4 separate regions of the Mus musculus genome follow, and all the other regions are linked to region 1. Evidence: chromatin contacts called from public Hi-C and promoter capture Hi-C data. All regions are on one chromosome and are shown on one strand. The core of a region is the stretch at or near the end of the contact, and the rest is flanking DNA. Distances in the headings are between cores, read along the strand shown.

Evidence for each region. Promoter capture Hi-C pulls out the DNA fragments that hold promoters and counts their contacts. Hi-C and Micro-C count contacts between places; a contact is called where the count stands out from the background.
Region 2: a Hi-C map of liver shows a contact between it and region 1, with 2.5 times the contacts expected there. The contact joins two enhancer-like sites. A contact is called at or near these places in 2 of 15 datasets of contacts at CTCF or cohesin (the NIH/3T3 cell line and large pre-B cells), 12 of 484 Hi-C or Micro-C datasets (the 4T1 cell line, Th1 cells, bone marrow-derived DN3 thymocytes and 5 more), 6 of 115 datasets of contacts at active chromatin or transcription factors (T-cell acute lymphoblastic leukemia, bone marrow-derived dendritic cells, bone marrow-derived macrophages and 1 more) and 2 of 9 other capture datasets (embryonic stem cells and pancreatic islet).
Region 3: a promoter capture Hi-C map of liver shows a contact between it and region 1, with 6 times the contacts expected there. The contact joins two enhancer-like sites. A contact is called at or near these places in 2 of 39 promoter capture datasets (embryonic stem cells and liver), 2 of 15 datasets of contacts at CTCF or cohesin (the NIH/3T3 cell line and stem cell-derived epiblast-like cells), 42 of 484 Hi-C or Micro-C datasets (the 3T3-L1 cell line, the AML12 cell line, B cells and 28 more), 14 of 115 datasets of contacts at active chromatin or transcription factors (bone marrow-derived macrophages, cardiomyocytes, embryonic basal ganglia and 8 more) and 1 of 9 other capture datasets (embryonic stem cells).
Region 4: a promoter capture Hi-C map of liver shows a contact between it and region 1. The contact joins the promoter of Idi1 here to the enhancer-like site in region 1. A contact is called at or near these places in 4 of 39 promoter capture datasets (the C10 cell line, liver and macrophages), 9 of 484 Hi-C or Micro-C datasets (bone marrow-derived macrophages, embryonic stem cells, erythroblasts and 3 more), 12 of 115 datasets of contacts at active chromatin or transcription factors (the 230-238 cell line, bone marrow-derived macrophages, embryonic stem cells and 5 more) and 4 of 9 other capture datasets (adipose tissue, liver, macrophages and 1 more).

Annotation. Positions count from the first base shown.
Region 1 is chr13:9,180,798-9,183,314 of GRCm38.p6, forward strand. No RefSeq gene overlaps it. Among named protein-coding and RNA genes, the nearest start is that of Larp4b, 88 kb to the left of the region's middle. Within about 2 kb of position 1,259, at least 30 of the 459 cell types and tissues checked have an H3K27ac peak or open chromatin away from gene starts, as enhancers often do. A contact at or near this core is called in liver and pro-B cells, where this site is marked.
Region 2 is chr13:9,546,701-9,549,217 of GRCm38.p6, forward strand. All of the region lies in intron 5 of Dip2c (disco interacting protein 2 homolog C), which reads left to right. Among named protein-coding and RNA genes, the nearest start is that of Gm36423, 130 kb to the right of the region's middle. Within about 2 kb of position 1,256, at least 29 of the 459 cell types and tissues checked have an H3K27ac peak or open chromatin away from gene starts, as enhancers often do. A contact at or near this core is called in liver, where this site is marked.
Region 3 is chr13:9,480,730-9,483,246 of GRCm38.p6, forward strand. All of the region lies in intron 1 of Dip2c (disco interacting protein 2 homolog C), which reads left to right. Among named protein-coding and RNA genes, the nearest start is that of Gm36423, 190 kb to the right of the region's middle. Within about 2 kb of position 1,257, at least 2 of the 459 cell types and tissues checked have an H3K27ac peak or open chromatin away from gene starts, as enhancers often do. A contact at or near this core is called in liver, where this site is marked.
Region 4 is chr13:8,884,349-8,886,865 of GRCm38.p6, forward strand. It overlaps Idi1 (isopentenyl-diphosphate delta isomerase), which reads left to right and starts at 1,258. Exons shown (of 5, transcript NM_145360.2): 1 at 1,258-1,648; 2 at 2,384-2,517. The coding sequence starts at 1,512.

The DNA of each region.
Region 1 (2,517 bases), core at 9-2,508:
AACAAAATATTGTTTCCCATATATAGAGGATTGTCATGGTTAAGGAGCATGGGGTTCTAAAGTCCAGAGAGCCCCCTGATACCTGCAGTGTCTGCTCGTGCATCTGAGGTCAAGGAAAAAAATGGGTTAACGCCACCGAAAGCATCCACAAATTGTTTTTTAGAATCGGGGAAACCGGGTCTCACTCCTCTTAGACACACAAGGAGGTAGGTTCATCTCCAGTGGCAACCACAGAGTCCCTAAAGGGCCTGTGAGGGTAGGGACTCTTTCAGTGAAGCGCTCCCATGGGACAGAGGCCACCTTGATGACAAGGGATCGCCCAGCCAGAGTGGTCTGCAACACAGCCCCCAGCGTGGCATCTATGCTCACTGTCAGATGCACAGCAAAGCAAATGTCCTGCGTGTCAGATATGTGGTGATCACATGCTGCTCACACTGTTCCCTCGTGCTTTGGAAATTTCCGGAGTCAGCTCTGCCTCAGTGCCTCAGGACCTCTCCCTAACCTCAGGTCAGGACTCCAATAAACAGGCAGAGAGAGAGCAAAGGGCCCAGCCTCCCACTTCCTGCCTCCTTGACTATTTGCCCAGCCTAGGTCAGGTAGCCAAAGACCCATTTGTTGCTGTTTGTTAAGTTCAGCCAAAGCTTGTAATGAGGCTCAGTAGGGTTAAACTCTGTACTGTGATATAAACAGCACGAGCCCTGTGTACAAGTGTGCTCATCCCAGTAAAACATAGAAAATGCTGGTGAAATTAATGTCAAAAGACCTTATTTGATTTGGCAGGCTGAAATACAGCGATTCCAACATGCATTGGTATAAAACAGGTCCCGTTTTTTTTCTTAATGTTGCTGGGTTTTGTTTATTTAGTTGGTTGGTTGGGTGTTTTGTTTTTTGTTTTTGTTTGTTTTTTGTTTGTTTTAAGACAAAGTCTCATGTATCCCAGACTGGCTTCTAACTCACTATGTAATTAAACATGACCTTGAACTTCAAATCTCCCTGCTTCCAGATCCTGAGTACTGCAATTATAGACTTGGAAGCTGTGTGTGGTCCTGGGGACTCAACCCAGGGCTTCATGAATGCTAGGCGAGCATGTTATACCACTGAGTTATACCCCTCCTACAGCACCAGCCCAGAACAGTTTTTATTCTTTTAATTTTTTTCTAACACTGAAAACGTTTGAAATCTCTGGTGTATATAGAAACTTAAAGGACTTGATTTCTAAAGGTCCGCGTCCTGACGATGCAGTGTAGGACTCACCACCACACGGGGGTGCTCGATCCTCACCCTAAAGCACTCGAGGGAAGTCCCTTTGTTTGCAGCAAGAGAAGGTAGGAGGATCTCTTTTGTACTCTTGTTTAAAAGGCAAAGACACCGAGCTTGGTCTTGAGACAGCTTCATCCTTTTCCTCCTGGTGCTTGTAGAAGAAATTTGGCGAGAGTTCTTCAGAGACTGCCGGAGACCCTACTGCTCATGGATGTGAATATTTAGATAGATTAGATAGACAGACAGATAGATATAGACAGACAGACGGGTAGGTAGGTAGGTAGGATATATACACAAATATGTGATATATTTACATATATGTGATTTGTTCTTATTTTTAAGTTGAAAACATATCGTTTCATGCAATCTATTCAGACGACAGGTTTTCCCTCTGTCATTTTCTCCTCGGCTCTTCCCACCTTCGGGTGGCTTGGCCCTGGTCTTCTAAAGCCATTTCTCCTTTTTTTCAGGGCTACCCTGATGCCCAACTCATCTGCTCACACATCTTTCTTTCTCCCTTTAGAAAGCAAACAACAAACAAGCCTGATGGTGGTGGCCTTTAATCCCAGCACTCAGGAGGCAGAGGCAGGTGAATTTCTGAGTTCAAGGCCAGTCTTGTCCAGAACAGTCAGGACTACAAAGAGAAACCCCTGTCTTCATAAACAACAAACAAACAAACAAACAAAAGCCAAGAAACACAAACCCCATAAAAAAAACACAAAATTGGAAATCATAATAAACGAGCAAAAGACTAGTAAAAAAAAAGAAAGAGAGAAAGAGAAAGTGAGAGAGAGAAAGGAAGGAAGGAAGGAAAAGAAAGAAAGAAAGAAAGAAAGAAAGAGAAAAGAGAAAAGAGAAAAGAAAAGAAAAGAAAAAAGAAAAGAGAGAAAGAGGGGCTGGAGAGATGGCTCAGCAGTTAAGAGCACTGACTGCTCTTCCAGGGGTCCTGAGTTCAATTCACAGCAAACACATGGTGGCTCATAACTATCTGTAATGGGATCTGATGCCTTTTTCTGTTATGTCTGAAGACAGCGACACTGTACTCATATTCATAAAGTAAATAAATAAATCTTTAAAAAAGAGAGAGGAAGGAAGGAAGGAAGGAAGGAAGGAAGGAAGGAAGGAAGGAAGGAAGGAAAGAAGGAAAGAAGGAAAGAAGGAAGGAAGAAGAAATCCAAACAAAGAATATGGGGGCAGGGGGGACCAACCAACCAAAAACTCTACAAAGATACCATTGAGTTTGTTTTGTGTTGGCCT
Region 2 (2,517 bases), core at 6-2,505, 370 kb after region 1:
GTTTTGGTGACCATCTGCAAAGTACCTGGCCCTAAATATACAGTCACATTCTGATGTACTGAGAGTTGAGTTGCAGGCTGAGAATTCAGACCAAGAAATAGCATGATATTCTTAGGAAAGAACATGGCAAATGGCCTTTTTAGGAGTCTGTTGCCACCTTTGAGTCTACAAAACATCCAGTGACTCAAGCCTCACACACTGACTGACTCTAATGGGCTGTTGATGCCTGTGTGCATCATAGAATGACATGCTAGTGAAGAATCTCGCCTTCAGTAACGTGTGCACGCAATGTGGGTGAAATGGAGCGCTAGTGTGTGTGTATTTCCCTCACTGCCATTATGAGGTAAGTGTAAGACAGGTGTCACCGTCATTTATAAAATAGGAACCAAAGATATGGGAGGTTCATTACAGAACTTGGACCCATATGGTTCAGTCCTGTGAATATTCTTCAAACCACTTGTCCAAGTATTTGGAACCAGAGGCTCCCAGGGTGGCTTTGGTGGATCAGATGGGTTGGTCACCCAGGGTTGTCCATTTGAAGCCTCCTCAGAAAGGTAGACTACTCCATCCCAACCACCAATCTTTATCCAAGACACTTGTATAGTACATGCAAGGAAATTTCTGTAGGAATTCAGTCATTATTCACATGCTTGATATTTGTGTATTTGCTTACTAGACAAAATTTATTTGTAATACCCTCAAGTCAGTGGAAGGTTTTCTGTCATCTATGAACATATGCAGAACCCCAAAATTCTTGTGCACTTTTGTGCCTAGGGTCTAACAGGGTGGCTTTCATCTTCTTGCTTTAGTTCTCTGATTATAAAAGTGCTTTTTACAGCCTGTTTGATTGCCATGTTTTCCTATGAGGAGTATTTGTGCTTCTGTTGATGGAAATGTCCATGAAACAGAAGCTGAGTGTAAGGTTAAATGTTGTGTCCGGCCAGCAGATCACAGCCTGGGTTCTAGCCTGGAAAGGCATTTTGGAAACCTGGAAGAGAAGAGGGACTAGGCGGCGAGAGAAAGAAATGTAGCTAAGACAGGCATTCTGATCAAAGCTCAATTTTACTGTTCTGACACTCAGTTATGAAGGAAGTGGGAGGGGGCCCGATTCCTGCCAAATAATCTCGGGATCCAGTAGCAGGGTGACCACGTGTGTGGCTCCAAACAGCAAAGCGGCAGGTTCCAGCAGTGGGTGTGGCAGAACGATTGAGCGGAAAGCTCCACCCCTGAGCAAGCAGGTTTCAGGCTGGGGGAGGGGAGACTACAGTTAAAGAGGCCAAAGAAGAGTGTAAGATTAAAGAGGCCAATGAATGTCACTGTGGTGGTTCAAGTAAAAATGGCCTCTATAGGTTGACTGCGTAGTCATTAGAGAGTGGCAGGCACTGTTTGAAAGGGTTAGAAGATGTGGCCTTGTTGGAGGAAATACACTACAGAGGTGTGGTGGGTTTTGAGGTTTTAAAAGCCAATGCTGGGCCCAGGTGCACTCTGCCTGCCAGCAGATAGAGATGTGGCTCTCAACTACTGCTCTTAGCACCCTGCTGCTGTGCCTGCTGCTGTGCTCCTGCTGTGATGATAATGGACTTAAGTTTGGAACTGTAAGCAAGCCTCCAATTACATTTTTCTTTTATAAGAGTTGCCTTGGTAGGGGCTGAAGACATGGCTCAGTCATTAAGAGCACTGGAGGTGCTGAGTTTAATTCCCAGCAACCATATGGTAGCTAACAACCACCTGTAATGCGATCCGATACCTTCTTCTGCTGTGTCTGAAGACAGCTACAGTATACTCATACACATAAAATAAATAAATCTTATCTTTAAAAAAATTGCCTTGGTCATGGTGTCTCTTCACAGCAATAGAACAGCGACCAAGACAGCCACCTTCAGGTAGTATAAGACAAAATTTATTTGTAATACCCTCAAGTCAGTGGAAGGTTTTCTGTCATCTATGAATATATGCATAACCCCAAAACTCTTGTGCACTTTTGTGCCTAGGGTCTAACAGGGTGGCTTCTAACATGGAGTAATATAAAGGAAACAATCCAAAGTTTCCACATAACATGCATTAGTGAATCAAAATTAGCATTCTGATATGCATTATTAGAATTTACATATGTCTAATTCATTGATCATCCCTTGGACATGGTTTTAATGCTCTAATAATTATAAAAACTGTTCTAATGCTATTTAACCATTGAGGAGCTTGACTCTGAATACTATAGGGGAAGTTTGCCCTGTTCCTTGACCATTTGTACTGAATAGTTCTATGCCAACTTGATAAAAAGCTAAAGACATCTGAGAGGAGGGAACCTCAGTTAAGAAAATGCCTACATAAGATCAGGCTGTAGGCAAGCCTGTATGTAGAGCATTTAGTTAATTAGTGATTAATGAGGGAGAGCCCTGCCCATTGTGAATGGTGCTGTCCTTGGACATGTGGTCCTGGGTTCTATAAAAAAGGCTGAAGAAACCATGGGATGCAAGCCAGTAAGCAGCACCCCTCCATTGGTTTCTGCATCAGCTC
Region 3 (2,517 bases), core at 7-2,506, 300 kb after region 1:
ACACACACACACACACATATATATCTTGTCTCTATTTTACAAGTTTGTTAGATATGTATGTGCCTCATTTTTCATATTGTGAGTTGAATTGTATTATTTGTATTTATTTTTCATTTATATGTATGTGTGGGTATGTCTGCGTGTATGCCACATACGTGCAAATGCCCATGAGGTCAGAAGATTCTCTGGAGTTGGTGTTACAGGGAGTTAATGAGCCTGTTGTCATGGGTATTGGGAAGTGAACTTGAGTCCTGTGGAAGGTTGCAAATGCCCATTAATAGCTGAGCTCTCTCTCCAGCCCCAATGATAATGCTTTTAGTTTTGTTTCTAAATAATTGCTAGCATATTGAAAGTTGACTTTACTTTTGTGTGCCTTGACCTTGCTAAGCTCAGTGATTAGATCTAGAAATTAATATTGCCAAGTACCTTGGGATATCTTATATAGGGTTTAGGTATTATTGATACTTCCTTTTTCCAATTAAAATTCTTTTTGATATTATCTCATTCTTACCTCATTCATGGCTTTTGTATGGTTCATGCCTTGATTTTCTTTCTTTTTTCACATGTCAATCTTTATTATTACATACTGATTGGCTGCACCCTTTCTTTTGTAGTTTTGTTTAACTGAAAATATCTTTTTCTTTGTGCACCATGGTAGGTAGTATAGCTCATTCACATCTCATTTTATCTTTTGACGAAATGGAAATTTGTAAGCAGGTCTGTTTGAGTGTTTCCATAATCCCAGCACTGAAGAGGCAGGGTGAGGAAGGTCTTTGGAACTAGTTAAGGCTTTGGAACTAGTTAAGGCTTTGGAACTAGTTAAGGCTACGTAGTACATTTGGTTTAAGAGAAAGCAAGATATCTACGTTCTATATTAGCTTCATAATATTTTGAATTTTCTGCCTTGACCAGCAAATAATAATTGGGTTATCAAGCACATGGTTGGTGTAAGGATTTACCAGTGATGTAAAAACAATTTAACACACTAGGAGTAGAATATAAGTGGCACAAGTGCACAGGGGTCTTGTTTTCTGATACTAATACCTGAAATGGTGCCTGACATGTAGCAATTTGCTAAGTATTACAGGGTTCTTTGCTTGAGTTCTGTGTTAAATGCCATTGAAATGTTGATACGAGTCTCCTCACTTCTCTGAAATTGTTCTTTATACAAATGACTTGGCAATATTACCACATGTTGAAAGCTTTATTAGCACTCTGATTTAGACTTTGACCTGTAATCTTTGCTCTTGTTTTAAAAAAAGTTTCCAACCTGTTCTGTAAAATATCTTCCATTTCCCAGTGAGCACTCAGAGTATCATTTTAACTAGTGAGTAGGATTAAAATTGATAGCTGGTTATGGTGGTGCATTTTTTTCTTATAATGAGGATATGTGGTCTCAGTACATGTTGCTTTAAATACAAATGTGTTCACATATGCAGTAGACATTTTTAATTAAGAAGCAGCAAATGAGAGGCCAGGTACAGCCATTATTTGCGTTCTTCACCCTGACATTTACAGATAGTATCCACAGTGCTCTGTTCATATGTGCACTTTTATTGTTTGAGTTTCTGGGATTAATGAACTTTTGTATTTACTACTGTTGGCCTATTTCTTCCTGTTGTCAGCGTGAGGAAGAGTTTGACAAACTTGGCAATCTTCCTGTTTTTCTATGTGATTAGATGATCAAGCAATTATGTTATAGGAGTTATTAGTGTCAGAGCCCATATCCTTGAAGCCCTGAGAAACAAAGCTTGGCCACTTGCTGTCAATAAGCCAGTTAGACTAATTTATAGTGAAAAGCAGAAATGGGCAATTTGTAGAGTTTCATTCAGTATGGCCACACTGGAAAGAAGTACAGTGATTCAATGGTCTTCTAAATTATTCCTCAGGGTTTTGATATGAGGTGTTGGTTTAACTACCAAGCAAATGCATAATTAAACATTAGCTCTGGTTAAGTTGTAGTCACATCCACTGTTACCTAGTTTCCCATTTTACCTACAAGGTGGTCTGACACATTTTTAGGACTATATGGAGTCTAAAGGGTATTTAAGAATATTCTCATTCCTGCCAGGCAAGTTAAATATACAGATTGCCAAAGATTTCTTTTGGATAGTGAGCCTGGTGCTGCATGATTTCTGGTTGTCCCTGATGGCTTATTCACTGTCACCTGGGCAGATATCTGGGTGCTTAACAGATGTTGGCCTAGTATTCAGACCCCAGGAATGACAGACACATTCCTTTCTCCGAATGTCATTTTTCCTCTTTAGTGCATAGCTATCGCATGTAATGTTATGTTTTGTACACTGCTCACCGTGGGTTGGTAGGAACGTGCCAGGACTGCATCAAGCAGCTCTGAGGACCACATTGCTGCTAATCTGAGCTCTCAAGAGTTTTTGAGGCTCTTGGGACTTTAGATGTAGGTGAGCATGGCAATAAACATGACATCTTGAAATCCTAGATAAGTAGATTCATTTATAAAGTACCCAGTGGGATCTCAGATTCATTTTAGGTAATCAG
Region 4 (2,517 bases), core at 8-2,507, 300 kb before region 1:
GGGATGGAGGGGCTGGTGAGGTAGCTCAGTGGGTAAAGACGCCTGCTCCCAACCCTCAAGACCTGAGCTTGCTGGGAGAACTCTCTTAGTTGTCCTTTAAGCTCCACTAGCCTCTGAGCATTGTGTTGACATTAATATTAATGTTAATATTGTAAAAGTAAAATGTTAATAAAAGCAACAGAGGAAGGCATTATGTACCTGAACACACACTTGCACATAATGCATACACTACACATATATACTACAAAAATAATAAACGTGACTGGGGTAATAGCTTAAATTAACTTTTTCACAATTACACCAAATCATAATGATAATTACTACTGTAACTAATAATAACTGTTATTATATTTATTCATTTATTTTTTAAAGATATATTTATTTTCTGTATGAGTACACTGTAACTGTCTTCAGACACACAAGAAGAGGGTATCAGATTCTATTACAGATGGTTGTGAGCCACTATGTGGTTTCTGGGAATTGAAATTAGGACTTCTGGAAGAGCAGCCAGTGCTCTCAACTGCTGAGCTATCTCTCCAGCCCCTATTTGTTCTTTTATTTACTTGGTTGTTCGAGACATAAACTTTTCCCCAATTGTATATGTAATAATTAATTCGTTTTTCCAGACAGGGTTTCTCTGTGTAGCCCCAGCTGCCATGGAACTCATTTTGTAGACCAGGTTGGCCTCAAACTCAAAGATCCGCCTGCCTCTGTCTCCTGAGTGCTGTGGTTTAAGACGTGTGCTACCAAATTTACAAAAGCTTCACATATAATCTGTAGTGAAAAATTCCTATCTTATAGTAACTTGAGTCGCTGAATTTATTAAGAATGGACTGTCACACGATGGTTTAACAACTGTCAAATTAATTCAGTCCAAACGCTGGTTCCCCAATCGGCCTCTACTTCATTTAACTTTGCTGGACAATTACTCCACATTGCAAAACGCCTTGGGAATTATTGCTGCTGCAAATCTACAGCACCTTCTAACTGGAAACAGACCGGAATAACATGTTGAGAAGGCAGGAGTAAAGCTTCCAAACTAACCCATTAGCAATGATCTCTTGAATTTTCTTAATTTCCATCAAGACCAACCCACAGGAATTCCAGTGAGAAAACTGTAGTTGTCAGAGCGCGCTTCTCAAGGCATCTGACATCATCACGCACAGACACTCAAGGAGAGTCAGGGACCCGCCCTAGCCTTGCCTCCAGCTGATTGGCGAGCCCGGGCATGGTCCAAGGTGCCATTGGCTGGCGACCGACAGGTCGAACCCTCCTCAAGAAGCCTCCCCAGAAAGGAAGCTTCCCCACCGCGGAGCAGCTAGACGTGCGGGCCGTCTCAGCTGTCCACTGGGAGTCGCCAACACCCTCGCTCGGGTCCCAGGGCCGCAATCACTCCTGGAGACCTCCAGCGCTTCTTTCAGAGCCACACGCAGGGCAAGTGGTGCCACCGCGCGCTAACCTGGCGCGGCCGTGACGTCAGGCTTGTGCTAGATTGGCAATTGGCTGGAGGCATGTGGCGCGGACGGACACTGGCGCGAGCGATTGGATATGCTGTTAGAGGGCGGGGCCTGGAGGCGGAGCATGCTGCGGAGAGGATTGAAGTACAGCTCTCCGCACAGCTTCTCAGCACCTGCAGCCGGAATCTCTGGTAAGCCTCCCTTCTATTTGGGGAAGGATGGCGAGAGGGGACCAAGAAGGGTGGGTGGCTGTATGAGGCTGAGGTGATGCGGTTTCCCAGCTTGACTCGCCATGGTGGCCTCTGACGTTCGGGGCTGGGTGCCTGGTCCTGGAAAGCGTTGGGTGGCCGACTGAGTCCCATCGGGTTCTCAGGGTTGTCCATGGAAACTCCCTGACGAGCGATTCAGCAGTCGTGAAATGTAATGGTTCATAGCCCTTGGGGAGTTGAGTTATAAAAAGGGACCTGAGAAAAATCTGTTCTTCCCTCCAGTATGGAGTACTTCACTTGTCTTCTTCCAAAAATGAATAAATAGGTCTACCCCTAAGCTTTCTTCTAGTTTAAGAGTGCTTTGCAGGTGTTGTGGTTGGTAAACGTCCACGTGGGTTTATAAAGAGATGGAAACGCGTCTTCGTTATGTGTCTAGATCTTTTTCTTGAGTTCGGTGATGTGCATTTGTACTTTAAACATCTTTAAGTGGGTGAGAAAATATCACTTTATCCTGTGATTCTGAAGTTCATTCTTTATATCCTGGCATTAGGAGTTCAAGATGTTATTTCAGAAAGTTTACAAATTGCTCACATTTGAAAACTGCCCTAGAGAGGATTTTAAATTAGTTTATGAATGTTGTAATTGAAGTCCACTTTCACTTCTAACAGTGTTTGTGTTAGAATGTCAAACTAATACAATGACTTTTCTCTGTGTTAGTGTTCTAGGTCAGATCAGACATTCTGTCACAATGCCTGAAATAAATACCAGCCATCTTGATGAAAAACAGGTTCAGCTTCTAGCGGAGATGTGTATTCTTATTGATGAAAATGACAATAAAATTGGGGCTGACA